Linked DNA regions of Xenopus tropicalis: region 1 is linked to region 2. The links are chromatin contacts, called in public Hi-C maps. All regions are on one chromosome and are shown on one strand. Each heading gives the region's core, a stretch centred on a gene start, on an enhancer-like site or on the middle of the called end of the contact. The rest is flanking DNA. Distances are from core to core; before and after follow the strand shown. Region 1 overlaps pcdh19 (protocadherin-19). Region 2 holds the start of pcdh19 (protocadherin-19).

Evidence for each region. A called contact is a pair of places that touch in the nucleus more often than the background predicts.
Region 1: a Hi-C map of neurula embryo shows a contact between it and region 2, with 2.1 times the contacts expected there. The contact joins the enhancer-like site here to the promoter of pcdh19 in region 2. A contact is called at or near these places in 3 of 5 Hi-C or Micro-C datasets (brain, gastrula embryo and neurula embryo).

Annotation. Positions count from the first base shown.
Region 1 is chr8:52,829,884-52,835,858 of UCB_Xtro_10.0, reverse strand. All of the region lies in intron 2 of pcdh19 (protocadherin-19), which reads right to left. Among named protein-coding and RNA genes, the nearest start is that of pcdh19, 48 kb to the right of the region's middle. Within about 2 kb of position 2,943, at least 5 of the 11 cell types and tissues checked have an H3K27ac peak or open chromatin away from gene starts, as enhancers often do. A contact at or near this core is called in gastrula embryo and neurula embryo, where this site is marked.
Region 2 is chr8:52,782,378-52,788,592 of UCB_Xtro_10.0, reverse strand. pcdh19 (protocadherin-19) reads right to left here and starts at 4,034. Exons shown (of 5, transcript XM_012969243.3): 1 at 903-4,034. The coding sequence starts at 3,061.

The DNA.
Region 1 (5,975 bases), core at 1,694-4,193, 48 kb before region 2:
ATGAGGCTTCTCTGCAACAGTTGAAGTTGAGGCCCACTAGGATGGCCTACTAGCTTTGCTACAGAGCTGATGTTATATTCTATGGCCGGGGTCAAATACTGTTTACAGTGGATTTCCATGATCTTACTTAATACAGAGAGACATGTCTTCATCAATGTAGCATCTGTTGAGTATTACAGCTCCCAGCTTTCTACTAGAGCTAATAATGCCGGAAACTGTAAAGTGCAGAAACTGGAGGACTACAAGTGGATATTTCTAAACATAAACAACAATGGTCACCATTTTGTCCCCCATATAAGAAAGTACTCATGTTTCTGATATATACATACATGTATATTCTATAATAATGTTTAATACCCAATAAGCCACATGAAATCTATATTTAATACACAGTGTGGTGCAGCACTACTTTGGTGGCAGCATTTCTACTAGTTCATTTACATCATATGGCATTACTAATGGTTGCTTTTTTAATTCAACTATTTCTGAGGAGAGCTGCCTCCCTAAAATACGTAAAGGTTGACTCATTGTTAAGTTCCAGCAGAGGGTTTCAGTGCTGAGTATTTCTGAATACTCGTCTATTGAGAGTCATGCATGCCCGGTTCTCTATTTTATATACCTATTGTGATTGGGCTGTGGAAAGATTATCTTCGGCACCTCCCTTGAAGGCATGAGCTCACAAGAGAAATAACAGAAGTGTTCAGGCAGCAGAATGCACACTGACAGCCGCAACTACCCATTCCATAGGATGAATTGTTATGCATCTTCTGGCAGCTAGGAAACAAAGGCACTTTCTAGCATTCCTTAGTAATGCTAGGAAATTCTTCTTACTAGCATTATTTTTCTGGCTGTTTGATTTTAAGCTTTATTAACCTCTGGGATGTCAAGGAGCTTTCCAATTTATTTGATTCATCTCAAACACAATGGCCTGAGAACACCTCCAGTGCACAAAGGGTATAGAATTCTCCTCTTAAAAGACTAAAGAAAATTCTCTCTCTAACAATGATACGAGGAATGTATTCTCTCAAAAACTAAGGGTCTCCAAAGCTCTTCTGTGAATTCTATTGCAATAACAATAAGGGGAGCTGAGGGAACAGTTGATATGAGGCCAGGTTGTCACAGCCATAACCTACTCAAGCTCTGTCCTCTGTGCTCAGTCATTATGTCATCATATATTTTCTTAGTATCCCTGCTGCAGTCCCACCACCTGAAAAGAGTCTGCGTGTTTTACTTGTAAGGGAGTGCTAAAGAGTCCCCTGCTGATACAAATGATTCTGTGGAATGTGAATTGGACTTCAGCTTTTCCTGTGGTCCTAGCTATGTTCTACATTTTACAAAACATTTCACTTCTGACCACCCAACACATACTGTAGCACTGTTTATTATTCTATAAAGGTTGGAGGGTATAGCAGTCTTCAGATGTTTTCCTATAAAAAATATGAAAGGAAACCTCTCTGCTGACTATTAATAAATGCACTAGAAAAATATGAACCTACACCCCACCCTACCCTTCCCAGAGATAAACTCTGAGGGGCAGCTGCAGGGGCTACAGCAATAGGCCACCTGTACCCACCTCCCACTCAGGCTTAAGCCAAAAGCTCCTTTTTATAATCAGATGTCAAGAAAACAGACTACAGAATGTTATATAGGACACACAAGTTACGAGCGTTGGCTCAGTAGATTCTACTTCTCCAAGTTACAGGTTATTCATTGCTAGTTTACATATTGTCTGGAACTCACTACCCCTTTAAAGAAAAAGTCAACCCTTAAAGGGTTAAATTTTATGTTGATGAATTTATTTGTTTGTCAAAAGAATCAGTGTTAGAAATGTGTATACCAGGGGTGGGACTGGAGCTGCAGGAAGACTGAGATCACAATTTAAATGAAAATAAGGACCATTTCAGGGATAGCAAGCCTATGACTCTATGACAATCACCTGACAGCCATGAGCAGAAGCTGCAGTTCGACAACAACTCGCAGACCATAGGTTGCGCATCCCAATATTAAAAATATCTCACAAAAAACAAGGATAAAGTACCAAAACTCACAGGACTAGTAAACCAGTCAGCAGATAGCATTAACTGGAGATCTCTTTAAAAGCAAATATCTTATTGGTTGTTCTGTGTTACTGGACCTGGTACAAACTGTGACTATGCCGGCTGTATTTGATTTTAAAACAGTCCCCCACAGGGTTTCTATGATGCATTGCTGGGGTTTCAGTGCTAGGATTGCCAGTTGTCTGGTATTTTACCTGCCTAGTCAGTACAAAAAGGCATTTGATGTTAATGTTATTGATAGGAAAGACATATAATAAGAAAGATATGCATGGCAATAGCAACCCTGTTCAGTTACCCTACCATAAAAGTAGATATTCAGCTTACAATACTTTGATTATCAATTGGTAAGCAGTTAAGAAATATTTTACCCTTTGAGCACCACCTGCCACTGCTAATTTTATATGTGCTGGTCCCTTTATGATATATGCAGCATAAACAAGTGGCAACATCTCAAAAGGGTTAAATGTGAATTGATGAGATTTCTATCCCAACTGACAGTCCAATATTAATACCTGATAATATCTCTGTACAAATAGAGAGTAATTTCTTTTCAACAGCTTGCTCCCCACAAATGATAAGCTTGAAGGGCCAGTGGAATATTGATTGAAAGAGGGTGCTATTACAAGTGCTTCTTATTTTTCTCTCTGATTAGGATGTGAAGGATCTGGGACGAGCAATAAATGGCTTGTGCTTGGTGTGAGGATACATATCCCTTTTCCTTGTCTCCAGTATGCTGCAACCTAGCATCCGAGAAACACCATCAATCTTATGAGTCTCTCCCCCGAGTACAAAGATTGTTTTGTGATACAGATGGAAAGGACACAGACTCCCTGGCCTGTCACGCATACAAATCGCAGTCTTTATGGGCGTGTGCAAAACCGATAATGGGCCGGCGTCAGATGAAAAGGCTAAGTGCTCGCACCTGGCCCCAGCTATTGAGTTGGGAGCTTTGGCCAGTGCTAGGGAGAATTGATAGCCTATTCCACGCTTGTTTCCTGTGGAGTACAAATGCTAATGAAACTCACGCCCCCTACTGAAAGTTTCACTTTGTCTATCAGAGCTGCAAATTTGCCCTGTGTGTCCCCGGAACCAATTTTATGCCCTAAAGTTAGTATGTATACAGCTGGGCAGCAGCTGGTCGGCTTCACTTCACAGATGCACACATACCTCATTTTTCATTGCTTTCTTAGAAACCGTCATGAGTAAAGTGCGTCATAATTTCACTACAATTCCATTACATGGATAACTGAAATGGAAGGGTGGGTGGATGGGTTAATGAACGGACACATGCTTCAAAACTGGTCAGTGCAATTGGCTTTGAAACCAAAAATAACGGTTGTGGAGGGCATTTAACCAGGCCTGGATTAAGATTCAAAATAGGCCCTGGCATTCCAAGTTCACCGAGGCACAAACAGCCCCCCACCAACCCAGTGCAAAAGTAACTGTCTATGGGATCTTGCCAGTCCAGGCCTGTTTTTAACATTTATTCAAGTAGCCATTAGTGATGGGCGACATGTTTCGCCAGGCATGGATTCGCGGCAAATTTCCGCATTTCGCCATTGGCGGATTGCTTTGCGAAACGGATGAAAAAATGTGCCGCGGAAAAATTTGCCGCACGTCCAAAAATTGTCGCTGGCATCAAAAAAGAATAGTCGCGGGTGTCAAAAGAATAGCCGCGCGACTAAATAAAAGCTGCGGGCGACAAAATAATAGCCACGCAACAAAATAATAGCCGCGGGTGACAAAAGAATCTCGGGTGACACTTTTTTTGCCACACAACATTTTTGCCGTTTTGCAAATTTTTCGCCGTTTTGCGGATCTTTTGAAAGATTCGCGAATTTTTCGGTGAAGCGAAACGGAACAGATTCGCTCATCACTAGTAGCCATTTCCTTAAGGTCTTACATTTTATTCCACAGAATGACACACCTGAGCTTTGAAATTGTCACAACCACTTGCAAGAGGCGCTGCAGAGAATCTGCAAAATTTGGCAAGTTTAACCAAATGCCAGTGGCTTCAAATGAGGTCCAGACTGAGATTCAAAATAATAACAGAGGCCAGCCCACTAAATAATGACTGTCTACAGTCATCTTACAGCAGCCACTCTGGCATTTGCCAGAACCCACAGATTGCCAGTCCAGGCCTTGTTAATACGCATGAAAAGCTCCAATGCAGTCATTTTGGAACTATAAATTAGAAATATAAGGGCTAGGCCCATAGATTTGTTGCACTTATGATAGTTCCTCCTCTTGCAAATGCCAAGGGAAAGAGTCTACTGTAGCTCTAGAATGGTAGATGTGAGATAGCCCCCTCTCTGTGTCTGTAACAGTGGCAGCCCTACCGAGCTACTGAATAACAAAAGAATAAATCTTTCTCTAAACATAAAACTGCTTAAAATTCCCAAACAAAATTATTCAGCACCTTTACCTTTCTCAGCAGTTTATTTCGACCCACAACATCTCTGGAGTTTGCAAGAACTTTTGTTGAGTAGGTAAATTTGATGGCTTAAAACATAACTGTGCACAAACCTTCAGGCTTCCTTTAAGCTAAGACAAATTGGTTTTAAGGTAGTTTTGCAGAAGGACATAGCATCTCACTGATATTATGATAGACATTTATACTCACAGTGTCTCTATTTCTGCCTAGTACATCATGGGGTGGATTTACCAACATCCCCAAAAACTTCTATTATACTAATATAACTACAATTTACTATTAGTAACTAGTGGGAAAACACACACTGAAACAAATACAAATATTCAAGCTGGGAGAAAAAATGTGAACAAATATTATGAATATTCATAAATGTAATTTTTTTTTCTCAGACTCACAGAGGAATTCGTAAATCTGCATAGTAGCTTTGCACATTTTTAAAAAGCAGAATATTGACTGATGTTAGAAACAAAGTCAAATCAGAAGGCTATCCCACACATGTTGTAATGCACATTTGCTTAAGGAGAAAAGGGCTGACTTGGCTGGAGGTGAGCTACAGGAGATGAGCTTCTGGGACAACTGTCATGGCAAATTCCTTCAGATTGGCTGCCCACAAAATGATGACAATCAGCGAATCTTCTGGTGTGCACGCATAGGCACACAAACCATACCAGATGTTCTGTATATTCCCCTTACAGCTGTAACCTATTTCAGTGAACGCTTGCACAGCAAACTATGGCAAATGTAACGTAAGTCACAAAGCTTGGTCCAGGTCTAATAACCAATCAGACTTTTGCTTACAGAAAAGCAGATCAATAAATACATTAAGCTGACTGGTAGTTTGGGTTACTTGCACCCTACATGCTCAGATTATTGGTGTCCAGCTGTGCCTATTGCCGCTAGGGAACCCTGGTGCTGCTGGCACTCCAGGATTTCCACAACAGGTTGTATCAATAGGTGCACTAGACTTGCACCGAGTGAATTAGATGCAAACAACATTTTGAAAGGAAAGTTTAAGACACATTTACAGTGTACATATTGCATTGAAATTATGGGGGAAATTGTGCATAATGGGCAAAAGACAAAAGACACAACCAAAATTGCACTGTGCACACTTGTTTTTGTAAATTACCCTACTAAGTGTGTTCAGGTGCAGTAACTCATAGCAAACAATCAGCAGGTGACATTTACCAGTCACCTGTTTAAAAGCAAACATCTTATTGGTTGTGCACCAACTAATTGCCTTTAATTTTATAAGGGGGGTAGTATTTTAAGGACTTAACAGGTTAAAGCTACAATTAAATCAGATATACCTGCCTTTGAGCCTTTGGAAAAGTTTCTCCAAGAATGCTGGCACTGCTCTTAAAATATTCAGCGGAGACAAATAATCAAATCATTGCTCAGCAAATCTAAACAATGGCTTTGTGTCACTGCTTCCAAAAACTGATATAGTTATACTGTGGCATGTAACTAGACCTGCAGGCACT
Region 2 (6,215 bases), core at 2,785-5,284:
GAGGAGGAAACAGCACTTGTAGCCCTGTTTCCTATGCACAACATCGCCTGCTTGCCTGAGCAATTAGCAGCTACACCGCACAGCCTTGTGACAGATAAGCTTTCATTACTTAAGCTGCTGCACTTGCAGTTTGGCAGTGATATAAATAAGTACTTGAAAATCTCCCATAAAATCATTTTAAAAAAAGTGATTCAATAATGACTGCAGTTTGTTCGTTTATCCGTGTTCTTTAAGTTAAGCGATTAGGAAAAAGCTATTTTTTTGGGAGAAATAAAATGATTTTAATTGAAGAATATATAATCTCCACATCCAAGTACATGTATGGAAATACAGAAATCGTGATGTTTTCATTTAATTCTGTGTTCTTTTAAAATCCACCCTTATACAAGTGTAATTTCATTCTGATATGACCATTACTAGTGTGTGCAGTGACACCAGCTGGTAAATGTTGGTATTGCAACCTATTACTCTGTTCTTTTCATTGCTCTGCTTCATTGACTATCTGCTCACTGACATGAAATGGTCTTTTTGCACTGCGGACACCTGCAGGATTCTGTCCCCTTCCCCTGACAGGGCCCCTGCATGTAATTTGTTAGTATATGGAAGGATGCAAAGGCCTAGTTTTACTAGTAATGTAGAAGCACGCTATATATTGAATTATACATGTTATTAACACTCTATGGCAGTTTTGGCATCTATGATTAACCCTACAAATGCCAAACTGACGTCTGTATACACAGTCTCCATTACACTTGGTCCTTAGCATATCATTTTAATAAAATACTTGTTGCTATATACAGAATGCCAGTCTTCTAACCTTATGAACACTATTATATAAGGGTACTTGTTGGGGGGGAACACAAAAACAAGTCTAAAGAGACACCAACAGAAAAGGTATTTACCTGCAGTTGTATGTCCTTATTTCCTTGTTGTCTCTCTTGCATTTCACTGCCACAAAAATCATGGTGACAAAGAGAATTGCAGCAATGGATCCCAAGGCAATGATAAAAATCAAAGATAAATTAACAGATCCTATGGACTCCTGGGCATCCAAGGTTGGGGACAGATAGATGAGAATCAACGCAGATGCTGAAAGTGATGGCTTTCCATGATCGTGTGCCACCACAATCAGTTCATAAGTGGTCTTTGAATTTTCCCCAAAAGTTCTAGTGGTCCTAATCTCCCCATTCACTTGATCAATCTCAAAAAAGCCTCTGTCCCCTTCGGAAATCTCATAGGAAAGCCTTCCATTCTCTCCTTCATCATAATCATCAGCTTTGACCATAGTCACTAAGTAACCCACACCTGCATTCCGGGGAATGTACACCTCAGAGGTCCCATTGACAAGAGGTGGAGCAGTTATCACTGGAGTATTATCATTTACATCCACCACTATGACCCTGACAGTCACGTTGCTCTGGAGTGATGGGTTACCTCCATCTTTTGCTAGAATTTTAAATTCAAAGGCTTTGGTTTGCTCGTGATTAAAAGATCTCAGAGCATAAATGTCTCCCGAGGTTGGGTTGATGGACACATAGGTAAACACTGGCATATCTCTGACCTGGGATGGAACAAGTTGGTAGGACACACTGCCATTTAACCCCAGGTCAGGGTCTCTGGCTGAAACCGACAACAGGTAAGCCCCAGGGGTGTTGTTTTCAGAGACAATCACCTGATAGAATGTTTTAGAGAAGTGAGGGTGGTTGTCATTCTCATCTGTAATTCTCACTGTAAATGACTTTGTAGATTGCAAGGAGGGATTGCCACTGTCTTTGGCCTGGATAGTAAGATTGTACTGATCCCTCTGTTCTCTGTCTAACCTGCCATCTACTAAAATGGTGGAAAAGCTCTCATATTCCTGCAACCTAAAAGGCACGCTGCCCAGCAGTTTGCACAGAACTCTTCCATTGATCCCAGAATCCTTGTCTGAGACCCTAACCAAAGCTATAACATAGCCAGGGGGAGCATTCTCACTCACTTCTACCACCTCACTGTTGACTGAAAGCAAGTTAATGACTGGCACATTGTCATTCATATCCAGGACATTCACAGTCACTTTACAATGAGCAGGGATGGAATTGGGTCCCAGATCTTTAGCTTGTACATCGATTTCATACACATGGCCTTCCTCGTAATCTATAGCTCCACTGACAGTAATCACACCAGTCTTGGGGTCTATTTTGAAAAGTTCCCTGGTTTTGTCTGACACATAGCTATTAAAAGAGTAGACTATCTCTCCATTGGTGCCTTCATCTGGGTCTGTGGCATTGAGATCAATAACCATGGTGTTAAGGGCAGAGTTCTCAGGAACATTTACTGTGTAGGCAGCCTCCTCAAACATTGGGTTGTTGTCATTAGAATCTATCACTTTGATATTTAGTTCCACAGTACCAAAATTGGAGGGATCCCCACCATCCAGGGCTGTGATAATATAGCTGTAGTGAGACTGGGTCTCCCTATCCAAGGCTTTCTCTACTACCAGCTCAGCAAATCTAGACCCATCGCCCCTTGTCTTTATTTCTAAGCCAAACAGATCATTGGGGGTAATTTCATAGGTCTGCACCCCATAATTACCGGAATCAGGATCATATGCACTCTCTAGAGGGATTCTGGTTCCAGGGCTTGCTGTTTCAGAGATCTCCAAGTCAATCTGGTCAGTAGGAAAACTGGGTGCATTATCATTAAGATCCTTGATCTCTACTTTAATGACACAAATCTCCATAGAGTTGGACATGACCTCCAATGAGATGACACACTTGGGGATCTGCCTGCACAGCATATCTCTGTCTATCTTCTGCTTGGTGACTAGCAAGCCCGATGCATTGATGTCCACCAGATGGGAGGCTGAGTTAGAGACCACTCTGAAGGCAGGCTGCCTGGGGTCCAGCACAAAGCCAGCATCTTTAGCGTCCTTAGCTACATTGGCAATTACAGTCCCAGCTCTCTGCTCCTCCTCCACTGTGTATTTCAAGTTGATCAGAGCTCGGGATCGAGTCCAGGACACTACCAGCAAAAGCAAAATGTGCAACAAATCCATCTCCCTGCTCAGCCACAACCACATAGTAGAAGGGGCAATGGATCAGGACTACAGATGGAGGCGAGCGGTACAAACAGGAATCCACAATCATATACACACTCACTGTGCCAGCTGAAATGGATGTAGAGATGCAGAGCTGAAGTTGAGCAGTTCATGCACAGGGATGCTGCGGCTCTACCTTGGCTGGGCTATGGGCGAGAAGCAATGGGAAGCCACAGTGAGTTGCCGGGGAAGACACCTGCTCTGCAGGCGCAACGTGTCACTCAGCAGCAGCAGCTCTCAGTGCGCACCGGTTGAGCACTTTAATCGCGCCCTCATGGCTTGTAGTCATTGCCTTATTGTGCCAATACCTGGGCTCCCCGGGATCATGTCACACAGTCTCTGTGGAGTAAATTAGCCCCTTTCTGGGTCGATCCATTGAAATCCAGGCAGAAAAATAAAGGTGTCCTTTAAAATGATGAATGTAGCCAGGGATGAGTCTCAGCACCATTCATTCATTTACGCAATGCACAGTGCCCACCGCCGGCTTTCATCTGCAATTGTGCATCTGCCAAGAAAATCCCATGTCCCACCTTGCTGGCTCCCCGTGTGAGGGTTGCTAGGGGCTGAGCAGGTGGGGTGTGAGGGTGGGATGTGAGGGGCTTCTGGGGCAGATAATAGATCCCTTAGCGATGCGATGGCAGGGAGCAGAAGTCAAGTAGTAAGCACCACATCATGCCCAAAAAGAACAAGTGGCCCCCGGCATCATCTCATCTCAGTAGGAAGAGAGAGAGAAAATGATCACCTTCCTCAATGAAGTAGTTTAAAATCCACTGCGCAAAGGAGGAAAAAAGCGGCACCTGTATATTAGCTGCTCGGTGCCATCAGTGTAGCCTGCAGTTATTCCTATCCCTGGCTGGATGTGCCTTTCTTGTAGTAGCGCTGAGTCCCTGTTATAACAAGCGCCCGGCTGCCTCTCGCTTGGCTGCTGCAAACTACTGGCTGCGCTCTGACTGAATCTACAGAGAGGGAGAGAGACGGGAGGGGGAGTGCTAAGTTGGAAGCTACTCCATGCTGCAGCCAATCACGGCGCGCCAGGAGGAGGGGGGGACTCTGATTGGGGATGGGGAGCTTCAAATTTCGAACAAGGGTTGAGAAAGTTCCCCAGTCAGCAGCAACGGAGCTGCGGAGAGGAGGTGTCCATGGTGCTGCTACTGAGGCTTCTACAGGGGATTATTCTCTGCATTGCGCCCGGGCTGCCCCCAGCTTGCTCTCATGCTTGCTCATTGCTCACCCTGACACATTAGCCCACTGAGCTTCCCTCCACCTGTCCTGCTTGGGGCACAGCAGCAGTAGCCTTGGCAAGTCGGGGTGTGGGTGCTGCTGGGAGATGTAGTCGCGCTACAGCAGGAGAGCAGCGCTGGCTGGTTACCCCTCACTGCTCTGGCGCTAGGGCTGCCTGCCTGGGGCTGCCCTATTGGGATGAGATTTGAATGGAGATCGGGGGCATTTCATTGCAAGCATGCCAGTGTCCCGATGCCCTTGAAGAGAAGGGGAGAGCCGGGCGGCAGTAGGTTGGAGCTTGTGTGTGAGTGTAGCTTGTGTGTGTGTGCGAGCGGCTGGAGAGAGTCCAGTCTATGCGCCTTAGTCGCACGACTGAATACAGCAAGATCAGCTCGATTTAAACGGCTCGGAGATGAGCGCTTAGCCGGCGGCTGATGCGCTGACAGCAGTGTTGTCTCTGTTAATGCAGGTCACCGGCAAGTGCTAAAACTCTATATTTACAGCGCGTACAGCAGCCATCCATCATGGGAAAGCGCTCAGCAGCCCGACTCGCAGCCCGACCCGCAGCCCTGCTTTACTGCTGCTACCTGTCCCTCCCCGGCTACAATAGGATAACCTTACAATCCCCAGCTCCCATTACTTTCTATTCGTGGGAACCTGCTGCCTTCTGTACCGGGCAAATGAACCGCAGCTTAACCCTTTGTGGGCCGGGCAACGCTACTGCCACTCAAAAAAAAATGTTAAAAAAAAAAAGTGAAGCTGCTTGTAGTTACCTAAAGATTAACCACCTTTACCTGTCTGTCACACACACCTATACTGTGGGCAAGCATACATATACATAGACATATGATATCAACATTCTATAGAAATATCCACATTCTCTCTCTATATATATATCTTTCTGCCTGCCTATCTCTAGCTCTCTGTACAGTCCATTCATGAGTAATAGTAGGGTGAGTGAGTTTTGTACAGATCACTATTTCCCATCTGCCAGTGGGTGACAAAGAAGCCCCCCCACCCGTGTACCAGTACTAACCCACTGTGCCACATGAAACTAATAGTAAGCCAGTGACACAGGCGGCTCCATGTGTAATGCTGGGGGATAGATTCCATATGAGGGCTGATGTGGCCTTTACTGTGCGGCTGCTACGCGTTGCCATGTACACTGAGGCTGGCAGCCTGGCACACAGCAGGAGGCTTGATCCCTGGCATCTCTCTACTGTACAGGCACTCACGTTGCTGCTGCAGCGATTAAATGTAGAAATGAAAGGACAACATGTCCCATTATTTAAAGGCAACCCCCCCTTTATAGGAAATCGATGGTAATGGTTTACGTTAAGATGCTCGTGTAATGTTACACAGAAGGATGTGCGACTGACAGGGGAGACAGGGAAGGGCAGAGCGGAGGAGTGGGAGAGCGCTGATGGCTTGCAAGGTGCCATTTAATATAGGGGGATGGGAGGGGGCTGCTCCCTGGATCAACCTTCTCCGCTCACACAGCCGGGACTGAAGGGGCATGAACTCGCTAATGTCCTGGGTAACGGCTCAAATGAATGAGCGGATACACTGAGAGGAGCAGCGGCAACACGGGGGGTGAGGTCACAATGGAAGTGCAATTAGGCAGCAGGGATTGCTGAGCCCCCACCCCTGGGCCTGACAGTTACACACGGCTTGTTGGGTTTAGTATTACCCGTAGGCTAAACGGAGGCACCCATTAAACTTAGCCACATATAGTGAACTGGGGATTAAGGGGAGGTGCAGATAATAGATGATAGAGATTTAAAGATATTGAGAGATGATTATAGAGATGAGAGAGACATTTTATCTATCTATTTCTATCTATCATCTATTTCTATCTAACTATCTATCTATCATCTATTTCTATCTATCATCTATTTCTATCTATCATCATCTA